Linked DNA regions of Zea mays: all the other regions are linked to region 3. Evidence: chromatin contacts called from public Hi-C data. All regions are on one chromosome and are shown on one strand. Each heading gives the region's core, a stretch centred on a gene start, on an enhancer-like site or on the middle of the called end of the contact. The rest is flanking DNA. Distances are from core to core; before and after follow the strand shown. Region 1 holds the start of LOC100526749. Region 2 holds the start of LOC103634937. Region 3 holds the start of LOC103634938 (casein kinase 1-like protein HD16).

Region 1 (2,700 bases), core at 124-2,623, 150 kb after region 3:
CATGGGGTATGGGTATAGGAGTAAATCCATAACCACCAGTGTATATGGGTGATCCAATGTGGTTATTTTTTATCGTGGGTATGGGTATGGGGTACTAATACCCGGTGGGTATTTACCCATTGCCATCTTTAGGTGTGTTTGGTGTTTGTGTATTGCATGTGCACGGTGCACCTCACCAAGTGTTAGACTTTTGCACAAGTGTTAGACTTTTCTCCTGATCAGCAAATCTTAAAAACACATATAGAAGAACTGGAGCTAAGGGTTCTAGATTGAGTCTTGTCTAGACAGATAGTTATTGGAAGAAATGAAGCTACTTGATCTACGGATTCCATCTTGGACAGGAAATAAAAAAGAAATTAACCACTAAATGCCTAAAGTTAACTTGAGCTACGGGTTTATCTTCACATATAACATATAGCATATTCACATATAGCATACAATAGTAAACAAGACTAATATGACTAAATTGACCACTAAATACTCAGTTTTGGTATTAAATCCGGTTTTCCGGTAAAAATTGGCGGTTTACCGGTCTCAAATACCAGTTTACCGGTCCCAGAAAACGGTTTACCAGTCAGTGGCGTAGCTACAGGGTGGTCCGGGTGGGCCACGGCATACCCTATGGGTCGGCCCACTGGACCACCAATCCAACGCGCGCAACAGCAATTTACGTGGACTTGCAGGCTTGGAGCAAGGAACAACACCAAAACAAAAAAGAAACATGCAACAAGTAATATTGAAATTTACTTTGAAACAGGTATGCATGTTTATTTAATATATTTTGTACTTGATGTTTGGACTATTTCATATTAACTTGCATACTAAATTATTTATGAAAAATTTCTTATGGCATACCTCATGAATAAATCCTAGCTACGCCACTATTACCAGTGGTTTTTGGTTTTTATGATTTTTTTAAATCTTTTGAATTTAGAACGAATTTTTTAAAAAACGGTGATTTATCGAAACCGTATCCCGACTGGTTTACCGTCAGTTTTTACCGGTTTTGTAAACCATGCCTACGCTACACATATATACATACGGTATTACGGTGTATGTACGTCGTATATATATCTTAGCTTATATATCTTATTGCATGGTTCTGTACGTGTCCGACGAGTGACGACGGCTATCTTAGCTTATACTCTCTCCCTCTGTTTTTTTAGTTGTTGCTGGATAGTTTAATTTTACACTATCCAGCGACAACTAAAACGAAACGAAGGGAGTATATATCTTACTCTCAATCGTTCGTAACAATAATAATGGTAATAATAACAGCAGTTTAATCTATATATAGGCCACCACGGCTCTCCACTGCTGCGTGCGTGCGTGCGTACATCGTCAAAAACCTCCATCAAGCAACTGATCATGACGATGGCTAGAGCTACGACCTCCACGGTCGCAGCACTCTGCTTCCTCCTCAGCTGCGTCTCCGCGACCCCTTCCACGCTCGCCGCGTCCTCCGCCATCATCCACGACATCATCCGCGGCCTCGCGGACACCACGGCGGCGCGCGTCCGCACGGACGCCGAGGCCACGGCGCGCGCGTCCACCGACTTCGGCACCAACGCGACCGCGGACGACGCGGCCCGGCCGGCGGCCGTGTTCTACCCGTCGTGCGCCGCCGACATCGCCGCGCTGCTGCGGGCGTCCAGCGCGAGCGCCTCGCCGTTCCCGGTCTCCGCGAGGGGCCGCGGGCACTCGACCCGGGGCCAGGCCACGGCCCCCGGCGGCGTCGTCGTCGACATGGCGTCGCTAGCAGTAGCTGCAGGGCGCGACGAGACCGCCACCACCAACGCCTCCTCCACCTCCGCCTCCGCAAGGCTCGCCGTGTCGGTGGACGGGCGCTACATCGACGCCGGCGGCGAGCAGCTGTGGGTGGACGTGCTGCACGCCGCCCTGGCGCACGGCCTCACGCCTCGCTCCTGGACGGACTACCTCCGCCTCACCGTCGGCGGCACGCTCTCCAACGCAGGCATCAGCGGCCAGGCCTTCCGCCACGGCCCGCAGATATCCAACGTCCTAGAGCTCGACGTCGTCACGGGTACGTGTACGTGGCTGTGCTTATGATAAGATCGATCAATAACATGTGGAGTATACGTCCTATGGAATGGACATGGACGTGGAAACCGGGTGATATATATAGCTAGTTTTGGAACTCGCGTGAACCCTCACAGGAACAGGTGACATGGTGACGTGCTCCAAGGAGAAGGACGCCGACCTCTTCGACGCCGTGCTGGGAGGGCTGGGGCAGTTCGGCATCATAACGCGCGCGCGGATCCCGCTGGCGCCGGCGCCGGCGAGGGCGCGCTGGCTGCGGCTCCTCTACACCGGCGCCGCCGACCTCACGGCCGACCAGGAGCGGCTCATCGCCGACGACGAGCGCCGCGGCGGCGCGCTGGCCGGGCTCATGGACTACGTCGAGGGCTCCGTCGTCACCGACCTCCAGCAGGGCCTCATCGGCAGCTGGCGCTCGCAGCCGCCGCCGTCCTCCTCGTCCTTCTACTCGGCTACCGACGCCGCGCGCATCGCGGCGCTAGCCGAGGAGGCCGGCGGCGTCCTCTACTTCCTCGAGGGCGCGGTGTACTACGGCGGCGCCAGCGACACGACCGCCGCAGACGTTGACAAGGTAACACGATCGACGTACGACCCACCGCCGGTTTCTACGTGCATACGCCAGTGCCACCGAAGCCACGTGAT
Region 2 (2,821 bases), core at 268-2,767, 220 kb after region 3:
GAAGATTTTGGTTTCCTTGCCTTACTAGAACACTATCCTTTCAGAGAAATAGGAATAATTAAGCTTAAAATGCAAGGTGCCTGTAGCGGCTATTCAAGTTCATCAGTCACATTGAATTCTTGGATAGAAAACATGCTTATGCACTATGGGCCTGTCAGGCCCAAGCAGCATCCCATGCCATTGATTTTGGACGCCTGATGGCTACGATGGAATGCCTGGCAGGCATCTGCCTGGGAGGTTGCAATCCAAACTGCCCATTGTGCCTCATGTGATGTGAAGCAATTTAATATGTTCTTTGTTGATGATATTTCCTAATGCCTGTGGTTCAAAAATCAATGTTCTCTATTTGATAACTAGAATGTGAAGTGATTTACTTTGTTCTTGTTGTTGTTTCTCAAAAGATATTCTCTGTTAGGTAACCAGAATGGTTGTCATTTGGGAAATCAGCTCCTATTGCAATTGTTATCTATGATGGGTTTTCCTTAATTATCCATCTATTCTACTGGGTGCTTGTGGTTCAAAAAACAATGTTCTCTATTTTATAACTAGAATGTGAATTGAGTTATTCTGTTCTTGTTGTTGTTGTTCCTTAATGCCCGTGGCTCAAAAGATGTTCTCTGCTAGATAACTAGAATGGTTGTCATTTGGGAAACAAACTTCTATTGCAATGTTTATCTATGATGGGGTTTCCTTAATTATCCATATATTCTACTGGGTTTTCCTTAATTGTCAATTGATCCAACTATTCTATTCTCATTGGTAGTTCGCAAGTTAGGTCTGGTGTGCACTGCGCAAGATCATGGGTGTCGAGCGGTTCGCGCGTGCATCGGCTGGACGTGCTCTAGCACCGCCAGAGTGAGAAGCTGCAGCAGCTCGTGGATCGAACGAGGCCTAGAAGGTACGATTTCCCTGCCTGCTTCTCGGTCTCTCTCGCTTTTGTCAATTCTCCTCTCGCTTTTGTCAAGATCATGGGTGACTGATGCTTGTTAGTGTGGTGCCTTGGCGAGAGTTTGGCTACCAGGTTAGGATTGATTGCTGCGTTGAGGTGCATACACTATTCAGAAATTAGCAGTATGCTCAATCGCTTGTAAAACAGTTTCATTGTTCGTAAGTAGCATTATGCTCGATCTCTTGTAGTATGATTGTGCAATTTCCCTTTTGCAAAATGGTTGATAGTGACCTACGTGAGTAATTAATTATTTTAAGGGCTCATTTGGAGCGGAGGAAATTTTCCCGTTTCTTGCGTTTTTCCTGTGAAAACGAACTGATTCTTGTATGATTCCTCTAAAATTATGTTTAATACTAATTTTTAACTCTCGTGGCAACGCACGGGTATATATCTAGTGATTAATGAAGGGAAAAGACGACTTTTAGCATTATTGTTTACGTAAAATGGACATTTGTTTAATATGAATAAGGTCTGGCCTACAAATGACCCTGAGAAAACGGCCCATAATCACAATGACGGCCCAGCAGCGGAACTCTAGGCCTCCACTCCACTCCACGCTCCGCCGCAAGCATCCAACTGAGCCCGCAACCAGCAGCATCTCCCCGCCCGCATGGATCTCGCCGCCGACTTACCCCCGACGCGGGGCCGAGGCGGCCCCGGCGCGGGGCCCGTCGCGCTCGCTTCCGCTCTGCTCCGACGCGAGAACCACCGGCGCCGCGCGCTCGCCTGCGGGGCCGTCCTCGCCTCCGCGCTGCTCCTCGTGGCCACGCCGCGGTTCCGCCACACCCCTGCGCTCCACCTATTCGCCGACATGCGCAATCTCCTCGGCGTGCCCAACACGCTCAACGTGCTCACCGCCTACCCGCTTCTACTCGCCGGGGTCCCGGGCCTCGTCCTCTGCCTCTGCGGCAGCGGGTGCTTCGGCGTCAGGTGCCCCCCTTGGCCCTTACCCTACCTTTGTTTGATGAAATGTCTAAAGAAGTTCGTCTTATGTCCTAGTTTAGTAATTTGCTTACACCTGAGTCAAGTGAACAGATCGATGATCCTTAAATTGAATAATTTTTTTTTGGCTAACCAATGCTTTTGGCATAGTAGTTGTAAAATAGTCCGATCTTTTGAGTCTTGCTTGAAAGCTTCGGAACTCAGAAGAGGTCAAGAGGAGGCAATAGGTGTTTTTTTTTTCTATTATGTCCGAATGAGGTTCCACTAATCCTGTGGATTTTTAAGTTAAACGAGATGGCACTCATGAATCATGTTGAGAACCTTTGCTTATACGTCTTCTAGCCATCTGCTTGCTTGCTTGAGGAAATGCTTTGCTTCAGAATGTGCAATTTAATCTTGCCATATTATAGAATGGCTGGGTAATGGGGATTTGAATCATGGGCGTTCAATTAAAAGTAGGTTGATATGCTTCAATGGAAGCCAATAAATGAAATGTGTGCGATCCTCCTACTTTTTCAGATAAGCCTCTTCATGTGAAACTAATCTGGTTTTCTGTGAGGTGTGCTGCTTCAAGAACTTTTTCTATCGCTCATGGCAACACTCATTGCCTTGGATTAAATTTCACAAATTGATAACATGCCACTTTGTGGAATCAAGTAGCTTTAAACTATATATGATTTTCTGTGAGGTGTGCTGCTTCAAGAAATTTTATATAAGGAATGACAGCATACTCGTTCCCTTGAAATAAATTTAAAAATTTGATAACATGCCATTTTGTGGAATCATGTAGCTTGAGGTGGGAGGCCTCGGGATGGTTTCTCTTTTATGCTGGGAATGTAGCAGCAGCATTTGGCTCAGCTTACTATCACCTCAAGCCAGATGATGACCGCTTAATATGGGACAGGTTGCCGGTACCTGAACACTACTTTC
Region 3 (3,035 bases), core at 326-2,825:
ACACAAATGATCTATCACTTACCACTCAAAGATGTTATCTCTAAGCACACTACACAATTTGAGGCACGTAGATCACTTGGGGGTGTTGGAGATGTTGCTTTAGCTTGTATGTTTTGTTTCTCAGCTCATAGATAGTGTATCAACTGATAAAGCTGTATTTATTAGCTTCCAAAGCCCATAGACCCGTTTGAAGTCCACTACCAAATTTGTAGTCCGAACTAGGGCTAGAAACGAGCCGAGCTCGGCTCGGCTCGGTGCGGCTCGGCGTCTGAACGAGCTCGGCTCGTCCATCCGACGAGCTGGTGAAAGAGGCTCGGCTCGGCTCGGCTCGACCTTGGCTCGCGAGCCGGCTCGGCTCGGCTCGCGAGCCATATTCTGGTATTTATCGTTGCATTATTTGGTGAATTAACATTATATAAATTTGAAATATAGAATCATCATTCTACATTATAAGGCTGTCTCCAGCAACGTCCTCTAAATTTCATCCCCTAAAAGAATATTCTTTGTCCTTTACAGCACTCTCTAAAAGATTCTGTACTCTATATATTCTTCATCTCCAGCAATATCCCCTAAATTTCATCCTTTATATCAACAGTGCTACTAGATTTGACATTCTATATTATTTTTTACCGCTCGTCAGCACGTGCACAGAAATCAACACAGTGTATAGAGCACCGCCGTACATCCTCTAGACATAGCGCATGCATGTCATCCTCTAAATCTTAGAGGACCTTTTAGGGTGTGTTTGGTTGTGGGACAGCTAGGACGGGATCGTCCCCTGACGTCCTTTTTCGTCCCTCCAATTTTGAGGGACAACAGGGGACAACATAGGATATTACTGTCCCAACCCTTGACCCAGAACCAAACAAACTAATTTGAGGGATCGTCCCATCCCATCCCGTCCTGTCATTGTAACCAAACGTACCCTTAGAGTCCCTTGTTGGAGGGATAGAGGATCTGACAAACCTCTATATTTAGAGGACAGGAGCTTTTACAGGACCCTGCTGGAGCCAGCCTAAGTAAATTAAATTATAACTTATAATATATTCATTATCAAAGACTAAAAAAATGAGCTATTATCCATAAAACTATCTAATATTCATTATTATTCCATAAAATAATCATTTTTGCAAGGCTCGCGAGCTGGAACGAGCCGACTCGGCTCGGCTCGCTGCAAAAAGAGCTCGAAGAAGGGGCTTGGCTCGGCTCGTTTAAGGCTCGCGAGCCGCTCCGAGCTCGAGCCGGCTCGCGAGCCTCGAGCTAATTTTCCAGCCCTAGTCCGAACAACTGTCTTTAAAGCGATCAACGATGTTTTATTTAAGAGTCTTATTTTATATCATTCTACTAATCTATATCTACAGCTATAGCAATATAAATATTTATTTCTATATTCATATCTGTACCTATAACTTTGACAATCTTAAAAAAAAGGAAAGAACGACGATAACTCGACAAATCATGGACCTGCGGAAGTAAATCTTACAAGTAGACGTAAATTTTGTATCATACGTAAGCTCTTGGGTCAGGCGGAATCACAAAAAGCACGAAACAGGGCGTGGAATAGTAGGAGACTAGGAGGCGAGAAATATTTTTTCCCGTTCCCCTTGCTGCTGTCTGCGTGCCGTGAGCTCTCCTCGTCCTCGACCACCGTCCCCGAGGCCCCCCTCCCGCCGACCGCCCCATCCGCCGCCGGGGACCAATCCTAACCCAGCGCGCTCGCGTCTCTCCCGGTATCCGCTCGCCGCCCGTCCCGATCTTCTCTCCGGACGCGGGCCGGCCCTGGAGCTGAGTCCGTGACGGATGCCAGCGCCCCGCGGTTGCGCGCGACGAGGCCGTGGAGGTGGAGGGCGCCAGCAGCGGAATCCAGTAGCCGGACCGTGACCTGCGTGGTGTCTGGTGCTGTAGCAGTAGCAGTCGCAGCGACAGTAGCGGGAGGAAGGGGAGGGAGGCATGGACGAGTTCGACAGCGGCGGCCGGAGCGGGGACAGGGCGGCCGCCGCCGCCGCCGCCGCCGCCGCCGGGGGCGACGACGGGGCCGCTCCGCCGTTGCCTCAGACGGTAAGCCCAAGATGTCTCCTGGTCTCTCCCTTCGTAGTTTAGATGCTTATTAAGTTATTTTGGAAATTTCTGGGCCCTTAGTGTCCTGTTGCTTGATTAAACGTTGCCGGCCGTGGACTGCAGCCGAATTCGGTTCAATTGATAACCCAATGATGATGAGATAGTATGTTTGTTGCACACTGAGTTGGTTAGTGGTTGTTGCTAGGCAAATTAGCACCTATGAGAATCTGAGAGCCTAAAAAGGATCAACAAATGTATATACTATGTACAATCTCTCCAACTGGTTTTATCCTAGATGGAACAATTCTAAAGTTAGGGTACGTTTGAAGTTTCTAAACTGTCCTAGAGATCTGACTGGTGAGCTATATATATGGTGTATCATGAGAGTTGCAATTTTAACTGCTGGATTTGGCACGGAATGTGTTCGCTAGTTTGAAGTGGTTACTTGTCACTATATATGATGTCTGGCCAGTTGCAGTAGTTGTAGGATATGTTACTCACGTGGATGGAATTTATTGAATCCGTTATTTTGGAAGCGGTTATGTATGATGCATGCATTATTTTGGAAGCGGTTATGTATGATGCATGTACCTTTTTGTCATTGCTTGTTTCTTTTAGTTTGTCTCAAGTCAAGTGGGACAAATTCTGCTTCATCATGTCCCAATATGTCATTCTTTTAGTAGCATCTGCTTGCTGCTTTCTATGGACATACATGTATTGTGGAGTTTACTATTGATCATGACTTTGAAGGAGATGATTGGCTATTAACTAGTAGACTTGGGAGGGGGGGGGGGTAGTAAGGTCCTAACAATAAACCTTATTATTTGTAGTTTCAGAACCTTTTCCATGCCAGGAATGGATAAATGGCCATGCTGTCAGATATACTGATCCTGCTGTATAGGTGTTGGTAGTGAGTGAAATTGGATCATCTTTATCTTTTTGATTTTTGTTTCTTTGCACTCTTTCTTCTATGTTTG

Evidence for each region. A called contact is a pair of places that touch in the nucleus more often than the background predicts.
Region 1: a contact with region 3 is called in a Hi-C map of tassel, with 1.9 times the contacts expected there. The contact joins the promoter of LOC100526749 here to the promoter of LOC103634938 in region 3. A contact is called at or near these places in 3 of 25 Hi-C or Micro-C datasets (ear, leaf and tassel).
Region 2: a Hi-C map of root tip shows a contact between it and region 3, with 2.6 times the contacts expected there. The contact joins the promoter of LOC103634937 here to the promoter of LOC103634938 in region 3. A contact is called at or near these places in 9 of 25 Hi-C or Micro-C datasets (bundle sheath, ear, endosperm and 4 more) and 2 of 3 datasets of contacts at active chromatin or transcription factors (leaf and seedling).

What each region holds. Positions count from the first base shown.
Region 1 is chr8:22,843,969-22,846,668 of Zm-B73-REFERENCE-NAM-5.0, reverse strand. It overlaps LOC100526749, which reads left to right and starts at 1,373. Exons shown (of 3, transcript NM_001199029.1): 1 at 1,373-2,044; 2 at 2,178-2,629. The coding sequence starts at 1,375.
Region 2 is chr8:22,780,840-22,783,660 of Zm-B73-REFERENCE-NAM-5.0, reverse strand. It overlaps LOC103634937, which reads left to right and starts at 1,517. Exons shown (of 6, transcript XM_020542406.2): 1 at 1,517-1,879; 2 at 2,682-2,802. The coding sequence starts at 1,560.
Region 3 is chr8:22,997,252-23,000,286 of Zm-B73-REFERENCE-NAM-5.0, reverse strand. It overlaps LOC103634938 (casein kinase 1-like protein HD16), which reads left to right and starts at 1,575. Exons shown (of 17, transcript XR_002264153.3): 1 at 1,575-2,058.